2 separate regions of the Gossypium arboreum genome follow, and region 2 is linked to region 1. The links are chromatin contacts, called in public Hi-C maps. All regions are on one chromosome and are shown on one strand. Each heading gives the region's core, a stretch centred on a gene start, on an enhancer-like site or on the middle of the called end of the contact. The rest is flanking DNA. Distances are from core to core; before and after follow the strand shown. Region 1 has its middle 90 kb from the start of LOC128290198. Region 2 has its middle 13 kb from the start of LOC128281720.

Region 1 (7,685 bases), core at 3,285-5,784:
AGGTGAGACACATGCCCGTGTCTTTAGCAATGTGGACATTTGAAATAGGGACACACGATCGTGTCTCAGCCTGTGTTAGTATTCGTGTAACTCTCTAACTTGGGTCACACAGTCAAGCCACACGCCCATGTGCCAAACCGTGTAACTTTCGAAATACAACCATCAAAACCTACAAGGGACACACGACCGTGTCGCGTGGCTGTATGTCATACACGGTTAAGACACACACCCATGTCTTAGGCCGTGTGGACAAGAAATAGGCCAATTTCAAGTCATTCCTTTCACCCATTTCAAGCTCACACCTACTAGACATTTGCACATGTAATCAAGCTTTCAAACATACCTAAAATATACATAACAAAGTTAATTCAATATGGCATCTATCCATATAACCAATATGCCAAAAAGGCACCTCAATCACAATAATCAAGTATACTTACACATATGCATAATTTAATCATTCATCAAACATTTATAACCTAATTTCATACCATATTTATACCATTACAAAATAGCTCATATTTACCCCCAAAACATACTTCCACTTAGTCTCATTATAAAAATACCAAATTGTCATTCCAAACATACCCAAACATGTGCATATTTAACTATAACATATTAGACTCATGCCATATCAAAATAACATTACCATTTGGACTATTTCTTACATATATTAAAGCCATCAAAATGACACAAATCTAGTCATTTCCAAATGGTACCAACAACCAACATATATTCGTACCATATTTCAATCATGCACATCTATTCAAAACCTTTCTAAGCATATCATAACTCGACTATGTTAAGGTCAATTCATCACCTATCTTTGGTTATTCAAACATGGATTACCACATTGACAAAATAACACACATCAATAATGCATCAAAAGCACCAAGTTTACATCAACCAAAATGACATATACATGCCAAACTCATCAATTATCATGAACCACAAGTCCACCTATACATGTTATTATAACCTTGATCAAAACATCAGAATCTACCAATTTAATCTTTGGATAGTATGATAGGTCTTCGACGAGCTTCCAAATAGATTGAGCTTCTGATAATTTGAAAAGTAAGAGAAATATAACAACATAAGCAATGAATACTTAGAAAGCTCGACACATTAAATGATAAATCTTACCAAAGTAAATACAACAGTTCAAACAATAATAATCAACCACGAGAATTCCCTATCATCCACAAATTCAACTGATGAATTCATCTATGTTCAGATCAATATTCAATAAAAAAAAATCTTTCAAATTCATTAAATAGATTACCTTACCCATATTTTTCATTCGAAGGACGTCTTACGGATAAGAGTACATTGTCAGATCTATCGAACACACCAGACAGAAGCTCAAAAGAGCTAATCCAACCGAAACACACCAGACAGAGAGTATAACACAAGAGTTCGCACAAATGTTGAACCTCGATTTACTCGAGTCATATACAGATATCTCCCTTCAATACCATCTCCACTCCAAACCCCTGTAACACACCAAACCACGATTTTACTCTATCCCGTGTTCAATCCAAACCTATCATCAAATTTAATAATATATCTCAATTTACCATTCATTATCAACAATTAAAAATAAATATATAATTTTTTCCATGATAATATACTCAACAATTCATATTGATATTAAATTCTAAACCGTACGACCTTACCTGACTAAAATGCATAAATATCAAAGTACATGGGCTTTTTGGTAATTTTTCATTCTCCTCGACTTTTCACTCGATCTTGATCTAAATAAATAATTTCATTAAATTTATTAATATAGACAGAAAAATCACTCCATTTTATGCAATTCAGTATTTTTAACATTTTTACAAAATTACCCCTAATATTTTACTTTTATTCAATTTAGTCCATGAGCCTAAAACATGCAAATTAACCATTTTTAATGCAAACCCATGCCAACCGAACATTCATGGCATCCAATAAAGCCCATTTTTGTAATAATTTCACATCAAGCCCTTGTACTTTTATTATTTAACAATTTAGTCCCTAATTGATAAATTCATCAAAAATCACTTAACAAAATACTTTTAAATAATAACTAATATCTCAAATTCATCATATAACATAAAAAAATCACTAGATTCATCAATGGTAACATTAAAAATCTTTAATAGCTTTCAAAATCGAAGGTACAGACTAGCTGAACCTAATTGCAGCAATCTCAAAAATATAAAAAATATTAAAAATAGGACTAAATCAGACTTACATACATCATCCAAAGCATGGCGAAAGCTTGAAACCTTGCATGGAGTTTTTCTTCTTTCAATTTAGGTGGGAATTGGTTTTGGGAAGATGAACCTTTTATTTTATTATGCTGTATTCATTTTATCATTATAATAACATATAATTTAATAAGCAAATGTATATAATTTAGCTATTAACTGACCCACCATATAAAAATGGTATAATTATCGTTTAAAACCCTACTTCATGTTGAAATAATTATTTAGCACAAATTTTTAATAGTCATTAAATTTTATAATTTTTACGATTTAGTCTTTTTACTTAATTAACTATTGAAACGTTAAAATTTCTTAACGAAACTTTAATACAACCTTAATAATACTCCGTAAATATTTATAAAAATATTTACGGTTCAGTTTATAGAAATGAGGTCTTGGTACCTCATTTTCTAAAACTACTTGACCTTAGGGTCTTACCACTTGAACTTAATAAATCATTTATATAACAAAAATCACTATATCAAAAACCTTTTTAAAACCATGTTTGACTTTTAAATATTAAATAATAATATTTATAAATTTACTCGTCAAATTTGTGGTCTCGAAACCACTGTTCCCGACATAACTGAAAAACGGGTTATTACATGCGTCTCACAAGATTTCAACAAACCTCTAGAGATTGGAAACTTGTAGAAAAATCTAGACATCTCCCTTCCACAATGATAGCTATTTTCGCACTGATCTTCCTTTTCATTTCTTCCAGCTTCACAGTTTTATTGAATCGCAATCCTACTCTCTGTCAAACTTAAAATACACAATCAACATCACTTTTTACAATTTTACCATGAAAAAGAACATAGACCAAAAACACCGAGTTATTTATCTTCACTAGATTTTTGAGCTATCCAACTAAACACAATAATTTATTTCTTTTCTTCTTTTCCAGTTCAACTGTTACAAAAAAGCCTCAACAATATCTATATATGTAGGACAATCAAGGTGGTGGGTCCATACAGAATGACTCCATAAAAATAAAATATCATTTTTTAAAATTTAAAATTAAAAAATCAACACATTTTAAAAAAAAAAACATACATAGTAAACTGGTGGCACCATACTATATGACTCCACCAAATAAAATGTTATTTAAAAAAAAAACACATTACGATAATCCCTCACATAAAGTGGTGGCGCCATTTAGAATGGTTCCATTCAATAAAAAAATATTTTTTTTTATAATTTTAAATTAAATTTTTTTAAAAAATTACACTGACACGTATAAAAGTTGTGGCGCCAAACACTTTGGCTCCACCATCATATTTAAATTTTAAGCCTCAATTTTTTAGAAATAATAATATTTTCTTAGTATTTATATAGGTGACGTCATCTTATATGACTTTATAAAAAATAATCTTTTTATTAAACTTACTAATGTAACATGTTGTTGGCATCAAATGCTTTGATTTCATTAAATTTTATTATAAATTTCAAATTATTTACGTGTATAATTAAAAAAAAAATAAAAGATGATGATTTTCATAACTAACGACGGTCATCTATTAAAAAAAGCAGCATAGAGTCTGACGTAAACATCGATCATCCCCTACCTTTATTTTCGTTGCCTGCCAAAACTCATTCATAGCTTCAATAGTTACTCCATTATCGAATTATGCAACAAAAGTACACTCATCACATAGGTTGGAAGTCACTGTAGAATGGACTTAACAAATACTTCTTCCACCACGATTTAAAACTATCACATGACTATCAAGTCAAAAATAGGAAATAATTATACAAAAATTTTAAAAGTTAAGAAAAATGATAATAATAATGAAAATAAATTTATAAAATTCAATAAATTTATATAGATTAAATATTATAAGAAAATAAAGTAGGAAATTTGTATTTTAGAATTTTATATAATTTTTATTTAGAATTTTATAATTTTTTTCAAAAACCATTTGAATTATTTCACTTAATAATAACAGGATAGTGAGAAAGTAACATTTTTACCACATGTCACCTTATTAAACAATATCTTGATAAATCATCATTTTGGTTAATCAAGCCCAAAAAAGAGAACACTGCAAGCAATAATTTTATATATAAACCTAAACAATTGTATTTGACAAATTTAGAGTAACAAATTATAAATATAAATTTGAAGCACTTGTTCTTATTTCTAAATAGAGAACAAGTCCAAATCCAGTGAGGGAGGTTTATTTGAATGGTATTTCGAGAAGCTCAACTGGGCCGATTTAACCCAAAGTACTAACCCAAGCTTTTGAAATGATGAATGAAAATGGCCCAATGGAAATGGAGTTGGACCATTATTTACTATCTTTGCTTTAAGGTGCTTCCAAAATTTTTCATGGTTGTGTTTTCCCTATTCCTAAACCAACATTGTTGCTTTAACTAGTCGTTCCTAAAATTTTAAAATACAAAAAAATAAAACATGAATCTAATAAAAGTTTTAAAATATCAAATCCAAATTTAACTTAATTAGTACATTTTATTGCTCGTAAAAGGGTTTCAGTAAATTGTAAGTACTATTTGTAAAAGATCCAAAATATTACTGTTCAATATATAATTTAACGAGGGTACTCTCTTTCAATTTTAAAATTAACGAATTTTTCTTTCTTTTAAAAAATATTAAAGTAATTTAATCTCTGTAAATTTCAAAAGTGAGTAATTAAGGATAATTAATTACGATGTTAATATTTTAATCAATTGTACATGATTTTAATTGGTATAATAATAAATTTAGCCTTCAAAGTTTACACATTTGCTTAATTTAGTCCTAATTTAACAAATTTATCCCACAATTTTTGTATAAATGATAAAAATATTTGAGGTTGAATTTGTTGAACATTTTAGAATTAAGGCCAAAATGACAAATTAGGTAAACATTAAAGGCTAAATTTAGTATTATACCAATCAAAATTATGTACAATTGACGAAAGTCATTAAGCCATGATTAATTGTCTTTAATTGCTTAATTTCGAAATTGATATAAATTAAATTGCTCTATTTAAAAAAAAAGTACTAATTTATCTAATTTCAAATTTGAGAGAGGCTAAAGATATATATATATTATCTTTGACGAGGCTTTCAACCATATCAAGATTCTTGGAATGGTTTTGGACCAGAAGAAAATATGAATATTAAGCCTGGTCTAGTATTGTTTTATTTTAGGTGAGCAATATTTAGTCCTAAACTTTATAATTTTTTAACTTAATTCTTAAATTTGATAACTTTTTAATTTTGATCCATGTGATAATATGCTACTTTACTTATATGTCACATCACTTAAAAATTATAATTTTTATAAAAAGTTAAGTCATTACTACATGGATCAAAACTTGAAAAATTGTTAAGTTTAGTAATTAATCTGTACAAAAAAATATTAAAGACCAAATTAAAAAAATTAGATATATTTGAGAACTTTTAAGATGAACTCATAAATTTTTTTTTTTTGACAATTTGAATCTCTTCATGCGACAAAAATAGAAATGATTGGAGGGGCAATGAAATTAAAAGAAGTAAAGAGAGTGTAAGATAATTGAAATTAACTTGGACTAGTCACTTTCCTAACTACTTTCACAATAACATATCCTTGGACTCACAATGATCGGATTAATTAGCAAGATCATAGGTACAAAGAGTCTTAGATTTTGGAAATTAAACTTTTCTTTCTTTTTCCTTTTTTCACACTCTAAACAAAAAAGTCTTAGTTTTTGATTGAGTGATTTGAAATTCGCCAGCATTATTGGCTTAACATAATTTCTACACCTGCTTTTCATTACTCCATTTTATTACACAAATTATTGAATAGCATTTAATTAAACCCCATCTTACAAGTTCACGGACCAAGAATTGTCATATAACTTCAATTCATCAAAACCCTTCATTTCTTTGCCCTAAATTCTTCATATCTTAATTTTAATTTTCATTATAATATAAATATGTTATTGAAAATATGCAATGGTGATAAAAAATGTGTGTATATATATATATATATATATAATTACTAAACATACAATAAAAATAATATCATTTTAGGAGCACAAATTAACTATTAATCATGAGCTAATGGAATGTTTCATTTTTTCATAATAGAAAATAATGGGTTAAAATATCTATTGATATTCTACAAGAAGTATTTTATTGAAGGCTTAAGTTATTACTTAACAAATAAAAATTGAAATTATGAACAGGTGAGATCAATTTAGAAGCACTTTTTTTTTTATTCTTCAATATATAGCAGACAGAATTCCATTGGTATAATTTTTGGACCTTCCAATCTATTTTTTCTCTATCTACAACCATACGAAGATAAATAATATTGATTCGGTCCTAAAATTTATTTGTGACCCACGAGAAGCCGTATGAGGTGAAAATCTCATGTACGGTTTTAGACTAGCGATGGAAACAATGATGTTATCATCGACTATAATTATCTAATAGTTCAAGTACAGCTGATATAGTTGAGGTGCAATCAAAATATGATTTTTGGGGATGGAATTTGTGGCGTCACCCAATAGAGTTTATTGTTTTTCTAATTTCTTCTCTAGCAGAATTATAGATAATTAAGGTGTTTATAGATAAATTAGAAATATGAATGAATTTGTACAGAATTTGAGTCTCATATTTTGAACCAAATTAAACTTAAACAACTATTATAATATTATATATGAGTCTACTTTAAACTCGATCTAATTTATCTATAAACACCTTAATATCACATCTTATTTATTAAAAAATTTATCATGGTGATGTTTGAGCCTAGCGTTTTTATAAATTTGAAATGACGGAATTCTCATCAAATTAGCTAATTAATCACCTTAAAAATCACTAAAAGCTCTCTTTAGGATTTATATTTCTTCAAGGATGTCCCCTCAATCAATTTAGAAAAAAAAAAAAGAAGAGAATTCTACAAGTTGTTCCATTAATATTATATATACATATACATTATCGATATATTAAATATAAACTATTAGTTTAATACGAAAATTACTATAAAGCTAACAACCAAATCACCTTTGAACAGAACCTTCATTTTTATCCAGGGACCATTAAAGTTCACTTACTTTTTTCATTGTCTATGGTGGGGCAATGGCAGTCGTCCAAAATTGGAAGAAACCCAAACATTTTTCCACAAAGAATTGCTATCTGAACAAACTCAAATAGTTTCAAAAGCTTTTAGGTCACTCAAATGGGATCCACCCTGATTAATTTTCCTTTCCTTATTTGAAATAGTAATAATAATGATAATAACAGCTTAACGTTAAGAAACATTAAAAATTCATTGGAATTTGAAACATGGAAAACATGCATTCGACCTCTAAGATTCTTCTCACTTCATGTATCCGATAATACGAGAAATATGGATGCACTAAAGTTAATATATGCAATATCATGATGTAAAACTTACTTATTTGCCACCTTCAATGCGTTCTCTCATGC
Region 2 (7,685 bases), core at 1,593-4,092, 150 kb before region 1:
TTAAAATGAAAAAATGTTATTTAGGTTCTTTAATTTTTTTTAAAATTTTAAATTAATAAAGATAAAATTACACTTTAGCCCCCCTAAAATTATAAAAATTTGATTTAATCTTTTAAAAATTATAAAGATATGGACTACAAAAAAATAAAAGTTCATTTGCCTCCTAAAAAATTGTTCTGGCTTCGCCTTTGCATATGGGAACCAAATCCTTCAATCGACACCATTGTCGTAACTCGATAACATGAAGACAACGCATTATTAGTCCACTTAGTTTTCTCTAAAAATTGTAGCAATTCTTATCTACTGCTTTCTCTTAAAGTGGCGGTGATTTTAATTTTAATTTTTTGTAGTCATATTTTGACGTATACATAGGATTGGCTGAGGTAAGGGTATTGCCAGATCTATTGAGAATCATTATCAAGGGCTTCATCATAATAAAACACTGTGGTTATGTTCACAAGATTGGTCTCCTAGATAAGGAGGAGGGATGGCCATTTGAGACTTGGCTTTTAGTACATCACTAATATGATGGATCTATTAGGCTCTCGGTAGCGATTTATTGGTTGACCAGAGTTTATTGTTTGGTTGATCTAATGATGTCAAGGTTAATATGCATTTCTCAACGGTTGATCAAGGTGATGCATCTTTAGTTTATTTATGAACCTTTAAATGTTGTAGTTACTATCTGTTCATCTCTCTTCTATTGTTGTTTTCTTTTTTTTTTTTTGTAGATAGTGGCATTTATGTAACAATTTGTAATGTTTTATTTGTTTACTGTACTAATGTCCATGTCTATGTAAAATTTTGTTGAATTTTGTCTTCGGTTGCAACTAGACGAAGCCACTACAGTTGTAAAAATGGAGATGGACACAATCAATTTGTTTATGCAGTTTGAAAGCTTTCAATGTCTGTGGCCCAAAAAGTAATTCACTATATAATCAAACAAGTATAAACTGTGATTTAAGTTTAACTCACTCTCCAAATTACAACTTCAAACTTATACTTCAACCTAAACCATTTATTCTTTAAAACTTTCGCCTTAGATGTAAATTGATTAACACAATTCAATTTAGGTACAATTGTTACCCTCAAAGATAGTTCCTTATTTAACAAATAAAATGCTCTACTACATTTAACCTAAACGTGTGATCCAGTATATAAATATAAAAAGCTTGATAAAATACAATCAGTACCAATTTTTAATTCCAGTAAAATAACCCCCTAAAATCATCTTCAATAAATTGTACATTTAGCAGGGATCTTCTTTCCATCATATTTTTTTTTTAAAGATAAAATCTTTTATTTAAAGGAATTTGGATACTAATGAGAAATTGAAGTCAATCAGTGCTTACCTTGATTCTTTTTATATATGCCTTTATTTTAGTATATCTGTATATGAAGTTTACTGATAAGGGGATTCTTCAAATTTGTTTAATGAGGTTGGAAAACATACAGTATGATCTGTGTCACAAACGTGAAATTTAAAGCTCAGAAGCTGTTATCGTCAAGGATGTAAATAAACAAGGAAAAAGAAAACAGTAGGTGGAGACGAACAATAATATAATAATACATGTATTTATATTTTTTAGAGTATATTATATTTATATTTATTTTAAACCGAAATGATTTATTTATATCGGTATAAAAATTTAACTAGTTTAACACTCATTCTTATATTTTCGTACGATTAATATTTTAATGATCTAACCATCATATTTTATATTTCATTTTATAGATTAAGCATCTTAAATTTTATGTAAATTAAAAATTTCTAACTATTTATTTTATGTAAAAAATATTTCAATCGTTCAATAAATATCAATATATAGTATTTTAGATTGATATAATAGAGATATCGATTGATTTGATTTTTTTCTTGAACAATCTCATTATAGGTTACGATCATATCTCTCTTTTTGACACAATGTCTAGAACTACCCATCTCCCCTCCTCAACTCATAAATAAGAGGATATTGCGCTTTAATGCAGTAGATCAATTCGAAAAATTATATGTATAAAAAATACAATTATATAGATAAATTTAATGATTAAATTATTAAAATATTAATCTTACAAAAACATAAAAAAAATAAATAAAATTACTTCAATTTTACATTGGATGACTCCCTTTATTAAAATAAGCAATTTATTATTATGATTACACTCACTTGCTGCTCATATAATACACAAGCACCTATGAAGCAAAATCAAAATTCTGCCAAAAATTTAGAAAGGTAAACTACATTTAAGTTAGATTAAATTATCAGTAAATTTACGTTCTAGTCACTCAACTTTAAAAAGTTATAAAATGGTTATTCAATTATTTGAAAATTTTCATTTAAGTTACTAAACTATTTGAAAGTTATTATTTAAGTCATTGGTTGTTAAGGTATTTTAGAAGTCTGGCTAGCAAACTCCAAGCGATGATTTGACAATCAGTATAGTGGGTCAATACCCATCGATAAGTAGAAGAGTATAGCTTAGATCTAAGTCAATATGATGGTCAGTGTCGGAGTCGAAGAAGATAGCTGATTGGATGTATATTCATAGATTCGTGATGTTCAAAACTAATTTATGGAAAAAATGAACTATAAAAAAGAAAGGAAATGAGAACTTTTGATTGGTGCAAGCAGTGCGAATAAAGAAGGCCATATGATAACGATTTTAATAGCCAGGTAATTTAAATGAAAACTTTTGAATAGTTTAGTGGTTATTTTGTAACTTTTAAAATTGATTGACCAAAATGTAAACTTACTAATAGTTTAGTGACTTTGGGTGTAGTCTACCCAATTTAAAAAAAATTTAATGAGCCTAGGCTGAATTCAAATGTCGGCATCAAAGCATAGCAAAATGGACTCAGCCCAAGCAATAGTAACACGACTTAGAAAACCTAGGCTTCATAAAATCCAAGCCCTTTTCTGATTACTTGTCCAGTCCATTTCAAAGACCCAAGATCACTCTAAAAATTTCATTTTCTCAATTAAAATCATTTGTAAAATTTTCAATTTAATTGGTGTTAAAGCTGTTAATTGTGAAAATCTAATGTTGTATACTTCTAGTGATTACAGATTCAAGTAAATTATAAATACTTATGCATTAATAACACTGTAATATCTTTCAATACCTAGTTAATATTACACCATTTAAGATGCTTTTCCTTGAGGAATATTTTTAAACCTCGATGGTAAATTCTAATATAAGGGTGAAAGTATATATTAAGTTCCGCTATTATAGGAAATGGATTAAATCTGTCTATAAATGGATTGATTTATTTCATGTCTTATAAAAATAATCAAATAAGATTAAATTGTAATTGAATTAATGTTTATTATTTTAAAAGGCTTAAATCATAAAATAGTATCTAAACTATACTCTTTTTTCCCAAGTTGATACCTAAACTTTTTTGTCATAAGTTATTTAAACTATACCACGTAATTTAAAGTGGTACTTAAATTATATTCATTAACTGAATTATCCTGGCCATTAAAAAAATCTCTTAACCAATTAATATGTGATACCTTACACTTTTAAATTACAATTAAAATAAAAGAACACAAATAAATTAAATTGTAAAATCAAAGTTAAATAAATGAAAGCATTTCAAATTTTTACACTCTCCGCATGAATCTTTCTTCTCTTTTAATGCACTTTTTTAACTGTTAGATAATTTCTCTTGCACTCCTTTTATCATACTTTTAAATTAAACTTTTTCTAGTATTTAGATTTCTACTTTATATGATTTTTGCATTATAAAATTCACCCATTGATTATTTTATATAAAGTATATAGAAAAGAATAAAAAATCATTTTTAAAAAATAATACATAAGTTTCAATTTAGGTGAGAAAGAAATTGAAATCGAAGTTAAAAAATGAAAAAAAAATATCAACGTCAGAATCTAGGTTTTGTCATTGAAAACTGGGTTTGGATGAGTTTTTTGATGGATTCTTGAATTTTTCGTCACTAGGGTTCTTGGGTGAAGGACAAATAGATGAATATGTTTATAAGTTTATCTTTAAAAAAAGTTTAAGGAAATAATATTTAATATTTTTTTGGGTTTGTTTTAATAAAAAATTGTCACGTTAAAATGTTTGCCTAAGAGTTTTTTTAATGGTTGCGGTAATTTGGGTAACAAAGTATAGTTTAGGTACCACTTAATACTAAAAAAAGTTTAAGTGTCAACTTGAAGAAAATAATATAGTTTAGGTATCATTTTATGGTTTAAGCCTTTAAAAATAACATGAAAATTATTTTTTATTTGCAGTTAAATTCCAAACAACAGGTTTTATTTACAAAACCGTAAAACTTTCAAAATATTAACTTTGTTGAATAGGAAATAACATTTTTAAATAGTAAATGTTAATTCTATTAAAATTTAATCTTATTTAATTCTTTTCAATAATAAAAAAATTAAATTAATTCATTTAATAATAGAGGATTGCTATCTTTACAATAAAGGGTCATTCCAAGTACTTTCACTGTTTTCCTTCCTCTATTTTTCTGTTTCCAAAAGCATCATTATTTCAATAATAAAATTACAATTATGTTTTTACCTCTTTACTTCTTCTCTAATTACTTTGACTAACATGTTTTATTTTTTATTTTTAAACTTATAGAATTTTATAAATATATTTTATATATTTTATAAATATTTTCATTTAAAAAATTGAATTAATTTTATTTTATAGGCATATGAAACATTTTACAAAACTTTAGCATGCAATTTTATAAAAAAATATTTGATAGATGTATCATTTCAGAAAACAAATGAAAGTAGGACTATATTTATAAATTAAACTTTAATGATATTTTATAAGTCATGAAAAAATATCTGAATTATTAGGTATTTTAACAACAAAAGTGAGAATTCATAAAATAATATTTTTAAATCAAATTTTCATTATAGTTCTAATTATATTTGCTCTTTGTGATATAAAGTTTCGAATTTCTCATAGCCCTTCTTCAACCCATAGAAAGAAAGACAACACACTTCAACACACTAAAATTCACGTCCTCCTGCATTAGTAATAATGCCCATGCCAATCGAGCTAAGACTCAATTAACATAAACTAATACTTTAGATTTAATAATTCAATATTTTTGTCAACCTATTTTAATCTTGATGTTATTATAACTATTTTTATATTGATGTACTAAATAAATTTTTCCTTGTATTACTACATTAACCAACCAAACAATATTTAATAATTCAGTATCGATGTACTAGTTTCTTAAAGTTTAATATTTTGGATAGAATTTAGATTTAGACTTTAAGATTACATTAATTAGATTTTAAATTTTAAAATTTAACCTAAATTTTAGGAGTTTAGATTTGAATTTCTAATTTTGATCATTTTAGTTTTCTTTCTTAAGTTAATTGTAAATATTTTTGGTTTTTTTCCTTTGACTATAGACAGTAGATATTATTTTATTTTTAGATTAGTCATTTGGAGTAAATTTTTTTTTAGGCACGAAACTCTAATTATCTAATTTTGTAAGACTGACTCCAGATAGGTATTGTAAGGGTGCTATAACCTTCCCTACTGTAACATTCTTTGCACGACATGATAATTGTGTCCTAGCTATAAGATGCTACATTCATTGTCGAAGCAACTACAATCAATTTTACAGTAAAATATTCACATGCATATGTAATTTGATGCCAATGACATTCATTTATGGTTAAACAATCAAACCGACTCTTAATCGAGCTTACGAAATCTCTTCTGTTGAACCGAGCATGAAATATGACCAAATTCTAAAGTTTTAAAAAATATAGAGTTGACGTTGTGATGTCATCTACCTCACATCATGATGTCGCCAAATAGTTTGTTACATCACGACATCAAACCACTTGACATCACGATATCACATACTGTTAGTCGGCGTTGTGGCAAGGAGAAATGGTTGTCAGGACGAGGACTCTGTTCTTGGTAAAAATGAACCATTTACTACCTATTTCAAGCTTTCCAACCAAATCATACAAGATATGCACCAAAAATTTACTTAACTTCATTCAAAACCTGTAAGAAACATACCAAACAAACTCAATATTCAATCCAACCTTTAAACTAAACATTCAATATATATTTCTCAACTAAATTCAAACAATTCAAATGACATTACGATATACTAACCAAAACATCTAAGCACTTATCCTTACCTAGTAGTCTTTACCACAAAGAAACATTCCAATTCATTTCAATTTCATGCACATAAGTGTACACTTTACACATCTAGAGCCATAAGCATTACTTATCAAGATTGGGCCATGTATTCACCAAGTCATTCAATACCAACTTTACCTATGCCAATTCACTTTAAAACATGTCATTTCATATGCCATACATATTTCAAACTTAAAAATCAAAGTATACTGTTCAACTAGGTATCACAAATGCCAAATCATGCATTTCTAAACCATATACCAAAACCAACATCTAATTCAAATAAATCAAGTTCAACAACACATTCAACTTATAAAGATTTATATACATTAAGGAGAACATCAAGACAACTTATATACATGCCACAATTCCTTGACTCAAAATGCTTAAAAAGCTATCAATTCAGTGATAGGATAGTGTGAGCTTCGAATGATCCAGTTTAACATGTTTCGTAAGATAACAATCTACAAGGAAAAAAGGAAAACAAACTGGGTAAGCATATATGATACTTAGTAAATTCATAGGCATTAAACAAAGACTTACCTTATCTTTGAATGAAGCACAATAAGCTATCAAGCTTGGCCTAATTGGCTGGACATGGCAAACCACATATCAATAAGGTGAGTTTTAACTTGTAAATAAAATTTATAATACCACAATCGCATATAATTTCAATTCATGTCATTTTGATTAACTAGATAAAAACATATTCAATCATGGAATGAAACAATTGCATTTTCAAGTTCAAATTCAACATTTCACAAGTGAATATCAAGATCATTATGACTCATACCAATTTTTCATTTCATATAAATTGTTTCTGTAAAGGCCCGGTTTAGACCTTAGCCGGAACAGTGGTTTTGGGACTACAAATTCGAGTCAGAAAAAAATATTTAAATATTATTTTCTGTGTTTACAATATGTGGTTAAACATGTGTGAAAGTTTCGTATGAAAATTTAATCGTTTGTATGCTCAATTTGATAAAAGGGCTTAATCGCAGAAAATGTAAAATATATGTTCTATTTGCTAAAGTACCAAATTATTATGTCTTTATATATATGGAGTCCTTATGATGCAATTATACCATTGAATTAATGCATAGAAATATTTGGTCATGAGATAGCGGAATTTTAATGAAAATAATAAGGTTAAATATGTACATGACTTATTAATGTTTGTTTAATTAAAACAAAAGTATGAAAATTGGCCCTTATCATTCATATTATTCGAAAATCACAAGAAAAGAAAATAAATAAGAGCTTTAGGGTTCGGCCATGCTAAAGCTAAATTGAAGGTTCATTTTTGTTCTGTTTTTGATGATTTTTACGTTTTTGTGATCGTTGCTTAGTAATCTATCAAGCCCATGTCTCAATTTCTGATTTTGTTGATGATTTTAAGTTGAGCCATTGATGAAATTGTGAGCTTTGTGTTGTTAAATGATGAAAAATGAAAGATATGTGTTAGATAAATATGTTTTGTCTTTGAATTTTTGATGAATTTGAGTATTTTGGGCTAAAT

Evidence for each region. A called contact is a pair of places that touch in the nucleus more often than the background predicts.
Region 2: a Hi-C map of leaf shows a contact between it and region 1, with 3 times the contacts expected there. The contact joins two enhancer-like sites. A contact is called at or near these places in 2 of 5 Hi-C or Micro-C datasets (both in leaf).

The regions. Positions count from the first base shown.
Region 1 is chr1:31,306,505-31,314,189 of ASM2569848v2, reverse strand. No RefSeq gene overlaps it. Among protein-coding and RNA genes, the nearest start is that of LOC128290198, 90 kb to the left of the region's middle. Within about 2 kb of position 4,534, at least 1 of the 2 cell types and tissues checked has an H3K27ac peak or open chromatin away from gene starts, as enhancers often do. A contact at or near this core is called in leaf, where this site is marked.
Region 2 is chr1:31,455,243-31,462,927 of ASM2569848v2, reverse strand. No RefSeq gene overlaps it. Among protein-coding and RNA genes, the nearest start is that of LOC128281720, 13 kb to the right of the region's middle. Within about 2 kb of position 2,842, at least 1 of the 2 cell types and tissues checked has an H3K27ac peak or open chromatin away from gene starts, as enhancers often do. A contact at or near this core is called in leaf, where this site is marked.